Regions from separate parts of the Hordeum vulgare genome. Here region 2 is linked to region 1. Evidence: chromatin contacts called from public Hi-C data. All regions are on one chromosome and are shown on one strand. The core of a region is the stretch at or near the end of the contact, and the rest is flanking DNA. Distances in the headings are between cores, read along the strand shown. Region 1 holds the start of LOC123412509 (alpha-dioxygenase 1-like). Region 2 holds the start of LOC123413669 (cell division control protein 48 homolog C).

The links. Hi-C and Micro-C count contacts between places; a contact is called where the count stands out from the background.
Region 2: a Hi-C map of seedling shows a contact between it and region 1, with 5 times the contacts expected there. The contact joins the promoter of LOC123413669 here to the promoter of LOC123412509 in region 1. A contact is called at or near these places in 3 of 6 Hi-C or Micro-C datasets (leaf and seedling).

Annotation. Positions count from the first base shown.
Region 1 is chr7H:5,256,472-5,264,102 of MorexV3_pseudomolecules_assembly, forward strand. LOC123412509 (alpha-dioxygenase 1-like) reads left to right here and starts at 2,727. Exons shown (of 11, transcript XM_045105463.1): 1 at 2,727-2,843; 2 at 5,887-5,978; 3 at 6,989-7,249. The coding sequence starts at 5,889.
Region 2 is chr7H:5,393,768-5,401,398 of MorexV3_pseudomolecules_assembly, forward strand. It overlaps LOC123413669 (cell division control protein 48 homolog C), which reads left to right and starts at 4,474. Exons shown (of 10, transcript XM_045106606.1): 1 at 4,474-5,440; 2 at 6,383-6,996; 3 at 7,176-7,328; 4 at 7,588-7,631. The coding sequence starts at 4,606.

The sequences.
Region 1 (7,631 bases), core at 1,477-3,976:
TCTAGGCTTGCAAATCATCATCCGCGAATTTCCATCCATCACATGATAATTCCATCTTAGCCGGCAGGACTTCCCGCAACGCCTTCAAGCATCTTTTTGTGCCTACAATCTTTCACCCATGTCTGCCATAACCCAAGGTTTTTAGTTCCATCGAACTTCTCCACCTCAAACCTGATACCCGTTGGCGTCATGGTTCTTTGTACAGCTGACCCTGCGAAAAATTAACTGAGCTTTCCACGCAATGCCCCGAGTACACGACTAGCCTTCGCGTACTAATAGCAATTTCCAACCAAAACAACTTCCTCGTCTTTGCTTGATTGATTTGCCTGCCCTTCGTGCCTTTTGTCTCCCTTGCCGGCTGCTGCCGCTGCTTAACCAGCGTGGAGGTCTCCGCTATAGAGACGAGGAGAACATGACTCCTCCTGGGACTCGGACCCGTTTTGCTTCCAAAACAAATCTCTTGATTCGGTCGCTTCATACAACACATGTTGCCGCTCGTCTGACGTACTCCAGCGCCTCAGCCGCACGGCCCATCCTGAACCTCGCTACGGTGGCCCACAACCATGATCTCCAGCGGCACGCGCCCGACCTGGCCTCCTGCCTCCATAGTCTATCCGTCTAGACCGTCGGCGCACGCACGCGCCTTGCGCTTTCGCGACAAAGCTCCGCTTCAGACCGATCTGATGCCCGTCTGCCTTGATCGCTTATTTTCCTCCTCGGGATCAACAATCCACGATCCCCGAACAACCTAGCTCATGATACCACTTGTTAGAATAAATCCGAGGCACACCGTCGATCATCTGAGGACCAAGCAATCATACCAGCACGACACCAAGATTTATTCTAACAACATCTATTGGACAATGGATATTGTACTGGCTGCCGGCTTGCTGCTGCAGCCAGCACTACCGTTAATTTTAGATTGTACAATCGCATAACCATTTGGCCCTAGTATCTCTTTTAAAATGCATATTTGTTTATATTATTGAAGTTGTGAGAGGGCGCGGTTGCTGAATGTTTCTAGTCTACTCAATGATCGGTGCTGAATCAATCAGCAGCCTCCGTGTGTTTTGCATGCTCCTATTAATTTATAGGTATATGTCGAAGTCTCGAGGAGGTAATCATAATTTATTGGAAAATGGATATTGTGCTGGCTGGCGGCTTGCTGCTGCAGCCAGCAGTACCGTTAACTTTAGATTGTACAATCACATAACTGTTTATCCAATCACATAACTGTTTGTCCATCACATAACTGTTTGTCCCTATCTCTTTTGAAATGCATATTTGTTTATATTATTATAAAGCTGTGAGGGCGCGATTGCTGAATGTCCTAGTCTAACCAATGATCGGTGCTGAATCAATCAGCCTCCGTGCGTTTTGCATGCTCCTATTAATTTATAGGTATATGTCGAAGTCTCGATGAGGTAATCATACATGTGGGTGTTGCATTATATGTGTGCTTCCTGCCTCTTTCCTTATAGGTATACGTCGATGTCTCAGGGGGTAGTCATATATGTGCATGTTGCATTATATGTGTGCTTCCTGCCTCCTTCCTCCTACAGTCCTACTACTATACATGTACAGAGACTAGAGGTTGCATGTGCTGCCTCCTTCCTAATCTATTTCTTTTATATATTGTGCCATTTTTTCCTAGGTCAACTAAGCCTCTAAAATGATTTCATTCACAACTCATCAAAGAGATACTCCAAGTGGGTACATACAATATAAATATAGGGGTCCCCAAGTGGGTACATACAATATAAATATAGGGGTCCCCAAGTGGGTACATGGTGGTTTGTGGACCCTTGAAGCCGTGTGCCAGCTTGCATCCTCTGTTTAATTGGTCGGAGATGTGTTTCTTAGGCCCTCCAATTCTTGTACTCGCATAGATTTTATTATTATGTGTTTCTTGAGCCCTCCAGCCGATTGATCAGTTTTTCTAGGTCAACTCAGGGTCTAAAAGGTTTTCATTCACAACTCATCAGAGAGATAGATAAATACGGACGAATATGCTACTCCCTCGTTTTAAAATATAAGACCTTTTAGAGATTTTACTAGAAGACTATATACGAAGAAAAATGAATGAATGTACACTCTAAAATATGTTTAAGTACATTCATATATAGTTTATAGTGCAATCTCTAAAATGTCTTATATTTAGAAACGAAGGAAGTATAATTGAAAAAAATTATGATTAGATCTCACAAAATTAGATCCTACAAATTTTATGAATATACTGTTTAGGTTTTCATTATAGTTTTGGATAGGATGTTGAAGACCCTAGAAAATCACTGCAGGTTTTCATTAAACGTAAAGACATGTCACATCAATTGTTTTTCTTTTTCACCAATATTAATATTGGAGTTGTACGTGTCCAGCCAACCTGAATGGAAGGGACGAATCCGTCGTTGCATTTTGCAACCTGATCCTCGGAATAGCCGAACTGAATGAATTCACAGACCAGGTCCGATGGTGATGGCGAGGCCACCACCGGTTGGTGGATGTCGTCGTCCTCGGCCTCGTCGTCGTTCGCCAACGCCCAGAACCGGCCGCCAAACACGTCTCTGGCAGGGGGCCGGCGGCGGGGGCCATGGCATCGCCCCTCCTGTCACACGTGAAGCTCGGTTCTGCACACGACTCTCTCACGTGTCACATTAATTGTTCTTCTTTTTCATCAATATTAATATTGGAGTCGTACGTGTCCAGCCAACCTTGAATCGATCGATATATAGCGGCGTGCACCCAGCATGGGTTGAGCATCTTAATTATCTTGAGGCGTGCGGGGAGTTCTGAGAGCTCGGCACATCTCCATCTCCAGCTGGTTTTCCTTCTACCAGAGGTAGGTAAGCAGCAGCCTTGCTCTTCTGTTCACATCGTTTCTTGAATTCTTGTTTCCTTGCTTGGGCAATCGTGGTGCATAGGTGCCCATAGAGCGAACGAGGAGATGCACGGACAACAACAGGCAGCAATTCTTCTTGTGATTTTTGCATGCAATCGATTCCATTATATATGTGCTATTCCATTCATCATTCTCCAGTCACTTTCTCGTCTTTTTGATGGACGAACTGTTAATGTAGGGCGTGTTTGGATGAGTGTCTGCGACAGCCATACCAAAATTTGGCCGTTGAACAGACACAAGGTTCGTGTTTGCATACGGGTCAATTTTAATTCGGCATGCTTTGGCCGGCCTGCCCATCCTTCATTTTTGAGGTCTGAGCCGGCCTATATATGTCTTTGGTAGAATGGTAGGGCAGCGACAGCAAACCAAACCTACCCGTACTTCTTCCTTGGGCTCCCAAAGGCCAGTGTGTATTGCCTCTTGCATGCATGCATGCATGGCAACCACATCTATGACGCACCACATTGATGGCAACCACATCAATTACCGCAGCTCTGCGCGCAAGGGAGAGGGAGGTGGTCATGGCATCCTCCATGCTCCGGATGAGCTTGGCCAGGGACTGGAGGTGCTCGACCATAGAGAGAGAGAGAGTTGAGGATAAGGATAGGATGAAGGACGGACGAGTGATGAGAGAGAGAGAGAGTTGAGGATAAGGATAGGATGAAGGACTAAACCTGGCCATATCCCCCGTTGGGCCGGGCTTTATAAAGCCCGAACTGAAAATCACAAGACCTAGCCCGGTCCAGCCCGACCAAAAAATCGCAAATGCAGGCCCGAGCCCGGTCCGAATGGACTTAAAACATGACTACCGGGCCGGGAGGGGCCTCCGTGTATATCGCCATTTTTTGTAAGTCCGAGCCCGGTCCAGACTACTTTCCGGGCCTGATTTTGAAGCCGAGCCCGACACAAACACAAAGCCCGACCCGGCCTGACCCAGGTTTTTTAGGCCGGGTCGCCGGGCCGGGCTGCCCATGCCCACATGTAGGATAAGCTAAGAGCAACTATAGCAGACCCCGCATCCGGTCCCGATCCAGAAAATAACCGCCAAAATGCGGGTCGGGGCGGAAAAACCTGCCCGATCAGACCCCGCATCCCGCCCCCGCCCGCAAATATTTTTTTGGGGCGTGGCAAAATCTCGGTCCCAACTCGCGTATTTGCGGGTTCCCCCCTCGCCGTTGCGGTGGACTGCATATAAGCGAAAACGGTTGGTGGGAGAGACATTTCAGCCCGCGCGGGGTCTGAAAAAGCACATTCCACGAATATGTTTTTTTACGGATCCGTTATGCAGGATCTGCATCCGCGGCCGTGCGCGCCAGCTTACAAAGACGTTTTTCCGCGAACTGCAAACACGTTTTGCGGGCTGGACGGATGTGAGGTCTGCTAGAGTTGCTCTAAGGTATAAAGAAACACACAGGTGGGTGCGTCCGGCCCGCCAAACCTAGTGGCCCTTTGTTGTCATTTCTGCCTTAGATTCCTTTTGGGATAGCATCTTTTTTTGCGTTGGGACCAAGAGAAAGAGCAAACCCAGAGAGCGACATAATTAAACAGCAGGTTGCAACGTTGCTCTCCCATGGTTTTACTTTCGCCATTGGTTTTGAGCTCAAAATATTTACTTGGTCAAAATAATCAGGAAAGCTGTACCCACCGACCTTTTTTTTTACTTGGTCAAACTATTTATTATGCACCCAAATTTATTTAGTATGCACTGTATTAGTTGTAAAGTGCATGTTACTAGATGTCTTTTTATGCAGGCAAAAATGCTTAGTATGCAAGTTGTTTAATGTTCTTAATTAAGCTCGACAAATTGGTTTTACATGCATAATATACAATTTTCGCTGCATAATAAACAGGGTGGGGCGTTTTGGAGGACGAGCTCCATGGAGCTTGTTTTATTGAAAAATTCAAAAATCATCTTTTTAAGTTTCAAAACATTCTGAAAACAATCATACACGTTCATATGCATGTGTTTTACATGTGTGTAAATCTGACAATGAAATACATTATGGCGCCAACTACACAAAAAAGACAAATTCCTTCATTTTTTTAGTGAACAGTGAATGTACTATTCACCCTTCCAAAAAACATGATTTTGTATTTTTTAGCTCTAACTATAATGTATTTCATCGTCAGATTTCACACACATGTATTATACATCCGTATGGACGTGTGTGATTTTTTTCAGAATTTTTTAAAACTTAAAAACATGATTTTCGCCAAGTGCATTTTCGAAAATTAACATCACTAGATAGATATTTGAATCTAGGTTTTTAATAAATTTATCCGGAGATACAAATATCGGTCAAACTTGTGGCACGAAAACCAATCATTTAGGGACAGAGGGAGTACAACAGTATCACTGTATCAGCTCAAATAAAATTATCGGTTCTGAGCAGCTATACCTACACATCATATCTTATTTTTTTTATTTAAACGCCTATATAGTACGCAACAAATCAATCATGCACTTGTCTTTGAGGCTGTGTTTAGATTGCAAACTTTATTTGCAAAGTTCACTGTAGCACTTTTCGGATGCTATTTAGGAGGACTAAACATGATCTAATTATAAAACAAATTACATGGATCGACTGCAAATTGCGAGACCTTTCTATCAAGCCTAATTAATTCGTCAATAGAGACTGTTTTCTGTAGCATCACATTGTCTAACCAAGGCCTAGTTAGGCTCATTAGAAAGGTCTCGCAAAAGCATCCGGGGCTTATGGAATGGGTTTTGTCAGTAATCCACATTTAATACTCCTAACTAGTGTCCAAACATTCGAAGTCACTGTAGCGATGGTAAAACTTTGCGAACTAAACAGGGCCTGAATATCAGAACATACTGAGAACGGGTTTATCTGCATGCCTTTTCTATTATAAATATAGTACTAAACCTTACTGATTGTTGTAACTTTCAAAGAATATATTATTGTTACTTCTTCGTAAGTCCTCATATTCAAGATCATACATTCATTTAATTTGTTTGCATGTAGCCATGGGTTCAGGTCTCTTCAAGCCTCGTGTTCATCCGGACCTCCGTGATGTTTTCTCTAAGATGTCTTTCGGTGACAAGATTGGCTTTCTAGTACGTTTTAATTAATTAATGTTTAAGAGTAATTTATATATCAAGTATTTATTTGATGTACATACTACATACAGTTACATACATACATACATATTCCTTCAGAATATCAGGTAGTGGTTATATATTAGTGTATGATCATAAATATTATGTTATGTACGAAATTAATTAGTATGCATGTTATTGATGTGTTCATCGTTTTATTTTATAGCAAGATAAGGGTGTTAATTAGAGAGGATGCATACATATATAGATGATCACATAATTACTCTCTCCGTCACGGTTTATAAGGCATGCACGTGTACCTAGGTCGTCAATTTGACTTATATAAAATATATTGTTTAACATAAAAATTATATCATTAGAAAATAGAACATCTAAAGTTTCTAATATTTTTTTTTTTGTAATATATGTCTCTCATTAAGTTAGTTAAATTGACGACCTAGATACACGTGCCGGGACTTATAAACTGAAACGGAGGGAGTAATTACATCTTGGCATTTATGAAGTTATTTTTATACTAGAATAATTTATCATAAATAAAATTTGTAAAACTTTCTTTATTTGATCTTATATATACACGTGTGTGTGTGTGTGTGTGTGTGTATCAATTCTAACGCAACTAAAGGTTGAATTATATTTTGAGCTATTGATGCCGCATTTTCATTGTTTGATCTTTTCTAAATTAGTATCTATTCATTTTCATATCTCAAAAATTGGGCCAAATTAAGTTTGATGCACGATTTAATTAGGGAAATCAGTTATAACAAAGTATATTTTCAAATGAGTATGCGTGCCAATATGTATTATATTTCCATGCATATGGTGGTAACTAACAAATCATGTTCATAAATATGGCCATTAGAAGCACGCATATATACATAAGCTTTATCATGCTTGTGTACCACCTTATTAACTATTCAATTGATATTCCTCATTAGTTGAAGTATTTAATTTACATATGCATACCTAATTAAGTTTCCAATGTATTAATTTTTCTTAATTTCATATAGTTCATTCATGCATTTGACAAGAGAAACTTGTGGCACAAAATGCCTGTTCCGATCGGTTTACTCTACCTGAACACCCGCCGGACACTCCTGGAAAAATACAACCTGCTAGCTGTTGGGAGTTCTCATGGTGCTCCGTTTGACCCCAAGGAGTTCCCGTACCGCACCGGAGATGGCAAGTACAACGACCCCCATAATGCCGAGGCTGGTAGCCAATACACCTTTTTTGGGAGAAACATGAAGCCAGTTGATCAACAGGATGAGGTACTTAATTATACACTATTTACAAAAAATCTAGTAATTTTCTTACAAAATTCCAAATTTCTAATTAAGTTCTTACAATACAAGTTAATAACTTAATGTAAATTAGTTGAGCACTTATTTCCCTTTTATTTTGGTAATTCTTGTTGTATATATATGCATGTGCTCTTCTTTTCTGCTTATTTCAATTTGCATCCCTATTATTTTGTTCACTATAAAATTAGATACTATACATATTGAATTTAGTTAATGAAGAATAAACCTGAAATTAAAGTCTAAGAAGCCAATTAAAGGAGTAAAGATCACCAAAAAAGTGTTTTATTTTTATTTCTTATTTAATATTTAGTTTGACACTTTGACTTCAAACTAATAAAACACACAAAAA
Region 2 (7,631 bases), core at 3,224-5,723, 140 kb after region 1:
AGAGGCCGAGCTCGACGCGCTGCTCCGTGTCAATAGGCAAGGACCGATGATGTGTACGCGGTACCTGCACCAACACGTTAAGTTTTTTCCTGGCTGCTTGGGAGTTCTATCCGTAATTTTCTTTGGTCTTGCAGAAACTGGCGTAGCCGCTGTACCTTGAGATGCTATTGTAGCTTCAGATGCTGGACTGGAGCAAGTACCCTGAGGATAGCAACTACGGTGAGATGTGGAAGATCTTGTTCATGGTAGCATGTCATTTAGCTCAACCCAGTCAACTTTTGAATAAATCTTGAGCTATCTGAGTTGATCCATGCTTTGTAAGAATTTTGTGAATATATTTGTGAAAGTATATATTGATTCTATCATGCACACCATGCATTCTATACAATTCTATGTAAGTGCTAGTGATTGCAATAACATTCAATTAATGATACAATAATATCAAGTGCTTATCCTTTTTTGGTTGTTGTTTTTAACTTTTCTAGACACATGGATGAAAGGATTAATTGTGATCAAGCGAATGGTATGGCAGCGAGGAGTACAACTTCCAGTTCAAGTTTTTGGCGATGAGGGACAAGTATGAGAAAGGGTGAACATGTATGATCACACATTACTTCCTTTGCATTACTCCTCATACTATATCTTGTTTAGACGCACATTTCTGACTTTTGAGGCAAATGCGTGATGCAAATACTGTTATCTCTACTACTACAGTAACCAGTTTTTGAACTTGGGATTTACCACTAGCTCTATAGTCTACAACGGCAAAAGGTATCAATGATGTGCCATGATGGTAGTAGTAATATGATCATGTATGCCAAGAAAAAAAATGCAGTGGGATTTAATCTCTGAATCAACTACTTGGTTACAAGAAACTATTATATTTTCAGACTTCAGGATACATATAGTTGCTCAATTTATTTTAATGAATACTGAAAAAATTGATGAGCTATGAACTGAACATAAGTAATAGTGTTGCTATTGGTGTACTACCTGGTTCAGAGATGTTAGTTTTCCCCTCCCATTTCATACCATTGCTCGAAAGAAACATGTAACCTACTCTGAGAAAAGTAGTGAAATAGTGTTGCTAGGTTGACGATTTACTACTTGGAAAATATGTGTTCTTGATATGTGTGAAAAGTTGGATGCATCCCCAGTTTTCGCATCATCATTTTCTGTACAAATTTAAATGTTCCGTAAATGACACATGCCTTTTACTAGTATATAATGGGGGCAACTTGTCTTTAACTAACGGTGGTGAAGTGCTAAATGCTTTATTGTTGACATATCTTGATAGGAGGCACTGTCGAAATATTTTTTGTTTGCTATTGTGTGTTTTACTTTTATTGTTTAAATAAGATCAAGTGATCATCAAAGTACAAATTTTTAACTAAGTGCTTGCTGCTATTCGAGTTGGTCTTTTTCTTAAGAATCATGAATCTGATGTATGTCATAGTTTTAGTGGATCTTTGAAGCTCACTACAAATGAACAAAACAGATTTTTTTTCCTTATGTTTTGACTTCATGCTCAATGGCCTAATTTATTCTTTAAATTTGCAGATGTTTTGCATGAGTCACTATTTGCCAAGAAGCAGAATATTTGAGGAAGAAACTGCTTAAACTGATGACATATTTGGTGGCATGGGAAATTGCTATTAGTTAGTTTGTATGATTGTTAGTTTTATTTTGTCAAATGTTGTGTTTTGGTTTGTAAAATCATTGTAACATGAGGCTGATTGGCGGCAATGTGATTTGCTCTTTTCTTGGAAATGAGCAGACTTGTTAAATTTTACATGGCAAATGGAACTTGTGGGTTGTGCTTACCCGCCATGAGAATTTTGGCCTGGCCAGAATGTGAATAGAATAAAAAAATCTTAATTTTGAATTATGGCCTGGTAACAAGTATGTTTGATTAAATAATTGGGCCGAAATATTTTTAGGTTAAAAATATGGCCAAACTTATTGGGCTTGGCCCATTCAAACGACTATGGGGACTCAGCCACGTCAGATCCTTTGTGTTGTCCATGTCATCAATAGTGCCACGTCAACCTTGATGCCATGTGGATTATGCCACATCAGATCCCATGTGGTTGAGACGTAGGAGTAACGACCAAAGTTTTGGTCATTGGTTCTATGACAAAAACATTTTGGTCATAGGTTCTATAACCAAAAATTTAGGAAGGTCAAGTTTGTTCATTTTTGACGGCCAACTGTTGACCTTCGAAATTTGGTCATAAGAAGGTCATAAATTGAAAATAATGGCAATTCTTTGACCAAAATGATGGGTCATTAATGAACTAATTTCTTGTAGTGCCAGGTCGGGTTCCCATCGTCGACTTACTCGCCGGCATCTCGTCGACCCTGTTGTCCTCAACCCGCAAGGCTGCTCCACCCGTCGTCCTCGTCCCCTGAGATCTCTTGAGTCCGTCTGCCGCCATCACCACTGCCGCATCATCCGCCGCCACCACCACAACCGCATCGTCCACCTGCCCATAGGGCCACCCGCTGCTGCCGACTTCTTGCACGGGGCTGGCGTGCGGCGGCCTAGGTCTCGACGTCGGCAAACCTTGCGTGGTGGACTCCGCTGCTGTCGGCTTCTTGTGCGGGGCTGGCGCGCGGCAGCCTGGGCCTCGACGTCGGTGAACCTTGCGTGGTGGACTCAGACGACGCGGGGAGGAGGGCGCGGCAAAGAGAAGGCAGGCGGAGGCCAGAGAGAGCTGCCGGTGGCGTCGCCTCGGAGTGGATAAGAGAAAGGGGATGACCACGGGTTAGATTGGATAGGGGGTGTTGTTGCAAAAGTGAAATGTTATCTCATATGAAAACAGGATTGCGGGTTGATTCCTAGAAAACAGGAGGGTTTTTATGCAAAACTGGCACAACGGGTTTTCTGACAGAAATGATAGCCTCTTTATTATTAGGTAAAGATTAGGGGAGATATGATCATACACACTATTCTGAACGCTGTTGGTGCGTCCCGAGCCATTCATGCATGAAGTGAATGGTCCTGGTGGTTATGGGTGGCGGTCCAGATGGTGTGTGCGGGTGCACGTGAAAAAAAGGGCGCATGGGGACATGCCTCTGAGCTGGTTCGCTTGGTTTGAGGTGATGCATCCTGTAGTGCCTTAATAAAAAAAATAACGGTCGGTTTGGTTGTTAAATTTGTCAGGTAGAAAAAATGTACTGCGTATTGAGAAAAATGCACTAGAGTTTGGGGATTCGAAAAAAAAAATGTTTTTATACGATGTGTACATGGTGTTATATAAATCTAAGCACATTTTCTATATACTTGGTTAACTTAAATATAATTGACTTATGGTGTATGACTTAGAACTTTAATTAAATTGAGACGAAGGCGTAGAAGTGGGGGAGGTCCAAACTTCAATATAACTCACTCGACATTTTGTGGTGTAGTGATCATTGGAGCGACACTCCTATTATTTGTGTGTTATTTTTTAATTCATTGGGTCGAATGAATTCAAGATAATATTGCTGGGCTTGGTTTTTCCCATATATAAGTATCCTGGTTTATATTATACTTTTATACAGATTTGAGTTGGTAGTATTTTATTTACCACTCAAGTTAGTAGGAATCAAATCAACCATTTCATGAAGAACAAGTATTTTTCAACCATTTCACTTTTTCTTAAGCCCCATGTTTTCCCTTCATTTGAAAAGTACAATACCTCTCTCTTCAAGATATGGTTCCCTCCAAAATGCCCGCGAGCCATCCAAACAACCATGTTGCACATTTCCTTTGTTTTAGCTTCACACTCCCTCCGTTCCAAAATAAATATCACTGCTTTAGTACTAAATTTATACTAACTTAATGCTAAATTTGTGACACTTATTTTGAGACAGAGGGAGTACTATCTAGCGTTTTAAATAGACCCTTAGAAACTCCGAAGCATAGTATTCACTTATTTTCATTGTAGCTTAATTTGTAGCTAATATTTTTTTGAAAGAGTTCATCTCTTCAACTATCATGCAGCCAAACAATGCATGATATTAATTCCCGCATTTTCACGGCTCTTTGTGAACATAATACAATCAAAGTCGCTCATCTACACGAGCATACACTCATCCTTATGAATATATGCACGCAAGACCCTATCTCTATAAGCACCTTCGAAAGACTGAGTGAGCATATCATATTGAAATTTTACTAAGTCACCATAGACGCCTCGCACTCGATGGAAATATCTCCTCTCACTGAACGAACATCGCTGGACGTCTAAAATAAATAAATAAAAATAATAATACGAGCACCAACTATCAAATTTAGGACTTGAACCCTGACGGGTTAAAGATACCATCGTCCCATAACCATCCAACCATAGGTTTGTTCACGTGGCTCTTCCACATCAGAAATAACAATAAAAAAGTGCGCCATTCTTGCTTCCGAGTCCCCGAGGCCCAAAGAAGATCTCAATCATGTACAGAAAGGTTGTCAGTATTATTTCACCAAAAGGGAGGGGCCTTTGATGATATTTTACCTTAGACAACATGACAGCTCCGTCTCCTCCTACCCTTTGCCGCGCCAGCCAGACCGCCCGAGCCTCCCCACCTAAACCCTAGCCGCCGCCGCCGCCGCCACCGCCGCCGCCGATGGCGAAGCGCCCGCGCAACTTCCGGGCGGTGCGGTCCAACTCCTTCGAGTCCTACCTCCGGCGGGTCATATCCGAGGCCGGGCTCGCCGTGCCGGGCTGCTGCGCCGACGACGTCGCCGCCGCGCTCCGCTCCCGCCACCCGGACCTGCGCCGCAAGCAGCACGCCCCGCTCGTGGCCGCCGTCCGCCGCGCCCTCCTCACCATCCCCCTCGCCCCCGCCCCCGGCGCCGGCTCCGACTCCGACATGGACTCCCGCGCCTCCTCCCCCTCCTCCCGCCGCCGCCACCGCGCCCACGCCACCGCCTCCTCCTCCACCTCCTACTCCGAACACGACGACGACGACGACGACGCCCCCTCCCCTCCCCCCGCCTTCGACGTCACCAAGGCCATGCTCCGCACCCGCTACGCCTCCCTCACGCCCAGGAAGGAGCCCGCGGCCGCCGCCGCAGCCGCAGCAAGCCAGCAGCTCGAGATCGAGCTCAACTCGGAGAAGCCCCGCCGGCGCGTCACGACCGATGGCGGCGGCGGCGGCGGCGGCGACCCCAAGCAGGAGGCAGGGGCCAGCGAAGGAGGCGGCGGCGGAGGGGCCAAGGGGCCCAGGTTTTCTGATCTTGGGGGGATGGAGACGGTGATTGACGAGCTGATGATGGAGGTTGTGGTTCCCCTGTGCCACCCGGAGCTGCCGCTGCGGCTCGGGGTTCGGCCTGTGGCAGGGATTCTGCTGCACGGGCCGCCGGGCTGCGGGAAAACCACGCTCGCCCACGCAATCGCCAACGAGACTGGCGTGCCATTCTACAAGATATCGGCGCCGGAAGTCGTATCTGGTGTCTCTGGTATGCAATCTGATTTGATTCATTGCGCTACAATTTGCAGATGCTCTGAAATTCTGTGTATGCATATGCAAATTAATTTGATATTTACCCATCATGTATCGTGCTTGAAACAAGTGAAATGCAACAGTATTTATGGAGTGATGATTTTGGAAATGTTTCACTTGGGGTTCAACTTGCAGAATACCAAAGCCCATCCTTGGTCAATGAGCAAAATTTATACGTACGTGTAACTGATGAACTCTATAGATGTTAGTATTGTGTAATTCAAGCTTGTCACTATATTCCACCTAGAAATTGAAACTGCTGACACATGATAGCTAGCGATCGAGTTAGTATTGTGTGCGAGTGATCTTTAATTCAATATATCTTATGTTCTACTGTGAAATTGGTTTTTACTGCTTTGAATGATTGAACTTAGTTGTGGTAGTGAAACTCCCTCCGAGGAAAAAAAGTTGTGGAAGTGAAGCACGTGTCCAAGGCTCCAAGGGTTGCTTTATGCATTGCCATTGGCCAATAGTTGGGCAGATATTTCTCAAGAACTATATAGTGTTTATCAGGGCATTATACTTAAAAGGGTAGTGCACGGCTTAGATACATGGTGAATAGCCGAGAGCTAATTTTATGGATCCATCTTCCACCTGCCTGGATTAAGTAAAGAATATTTTTTTAGAGGTGCTTTGATGCTCTCCTGGGAAGTGAGAAGATTATTTTTAGCATATCAGTAGAGTACAATTTGCAACCACCACTTCCCAGTACTAGCGAAATAATAACAATACTGCTTCATGAACTGAGCGTGAAATTTACACTGAAGGAGTGCATACATGCACTGTTCTAAGTTGTCTCATTCGCCTTCAATGGTTTTATATTCATCTCTGCTCCTAGTTAAATTTTATCTGTCAGACCAATTTGGACGTTCGCCTCATAATTCTTGTACTCGTGCAGGAGCTTCTGAGGAAAATATCAGAGTCTTGTTTAAGAAGGCGTACAGAACTGCTCCCTCAATTGTATTTATAGACGAGATAGATGCAATTGCGTCCAAGAGGGAGAATTTGCAACGTGAAATGGAGCGGCGGATAGTTACACAGTTAATGACATGCATGGATGAATTCCACCAGAATGTTGGATCGGATGGTGGTGACTTGGACTCGCAATCATCTGAAAAGAAACCTGGCTATGTCATTGTCATCGGAGCTACCAATAGGCCTGATGCTGTTGACCAAGCGCTTCGGAGACCAGGGAGGTTTGATCGAGAAATATCTCTTGGTGTTCCAGATGAGATTGGACGGAAACAGATTTTGAAGATGCTTACTCAGAACCTAACACTGGAGAAAGACCAATTTGACCTGTTCAAGATAGCAAGGGCTACCCCAGGATTTGTTGGCGCAGACTTGAAGGCATTAGTAGATAAAGCAGGGAATCTGGCAATGAAGAGAATAATTGTTGAAAGAAAAAAACAGAGTGGTGGGGGTGATGTAAACAGCAAGCAGGACTGGTGGAGACATCCTTGGAGTGAAGATGAGATGGACAGCCTGTGTATTACTATGGATGACTTTGAGGTAAGCCATACATGGTCATTTTTTCTTTCTTCTATTAACCAGCTGATATCTGATCATACATTATATCATTTTCATTGTCTGTTGTGTACCATGTTTCCTGTCCTTTTGTCCTCCTCTGCTATTAGTTTTTTAGTAGTGTGTTCCATCTTTGACGTGCTTTCTTACTTCAATCCCTGAAGGAAGCAGCCACAATGGTTCAACCATCATTGAGAAGGGAAGGATTTTCTTCTGTGCCTGACGTCACATGGGAGGATGTTGGAGGTCTTGATTCGTTAAAGAAAGAATTTGACCGGTGCATTGTTCGTTGTATCAAGCACCCTGAAGTTTATAAGGTAATCACATGGGCTGCATTGTACACTACTTTCTTCTGTCTGTTACGTATTATCTGGTCAATTGGTCATCATAGTAATTGGCAGCTTACAAATTTAAGCCATTTCTGAATTTGTACTGAAGGTAGTTCATAGACATCTGTGGTTCTTATTTGGATTTTATAAGGTGTAACACTTCATGAATGCTTAACATGCTTAATTTTGTTTCCTAAAAATATTTATTTTGGTGTTCATATTCTCCTTTTGCTGTCTTCCTTTCAAGGATTTCGGAGTGAACATGCAAGCTGGGTTTTTGCTGTTTGGACC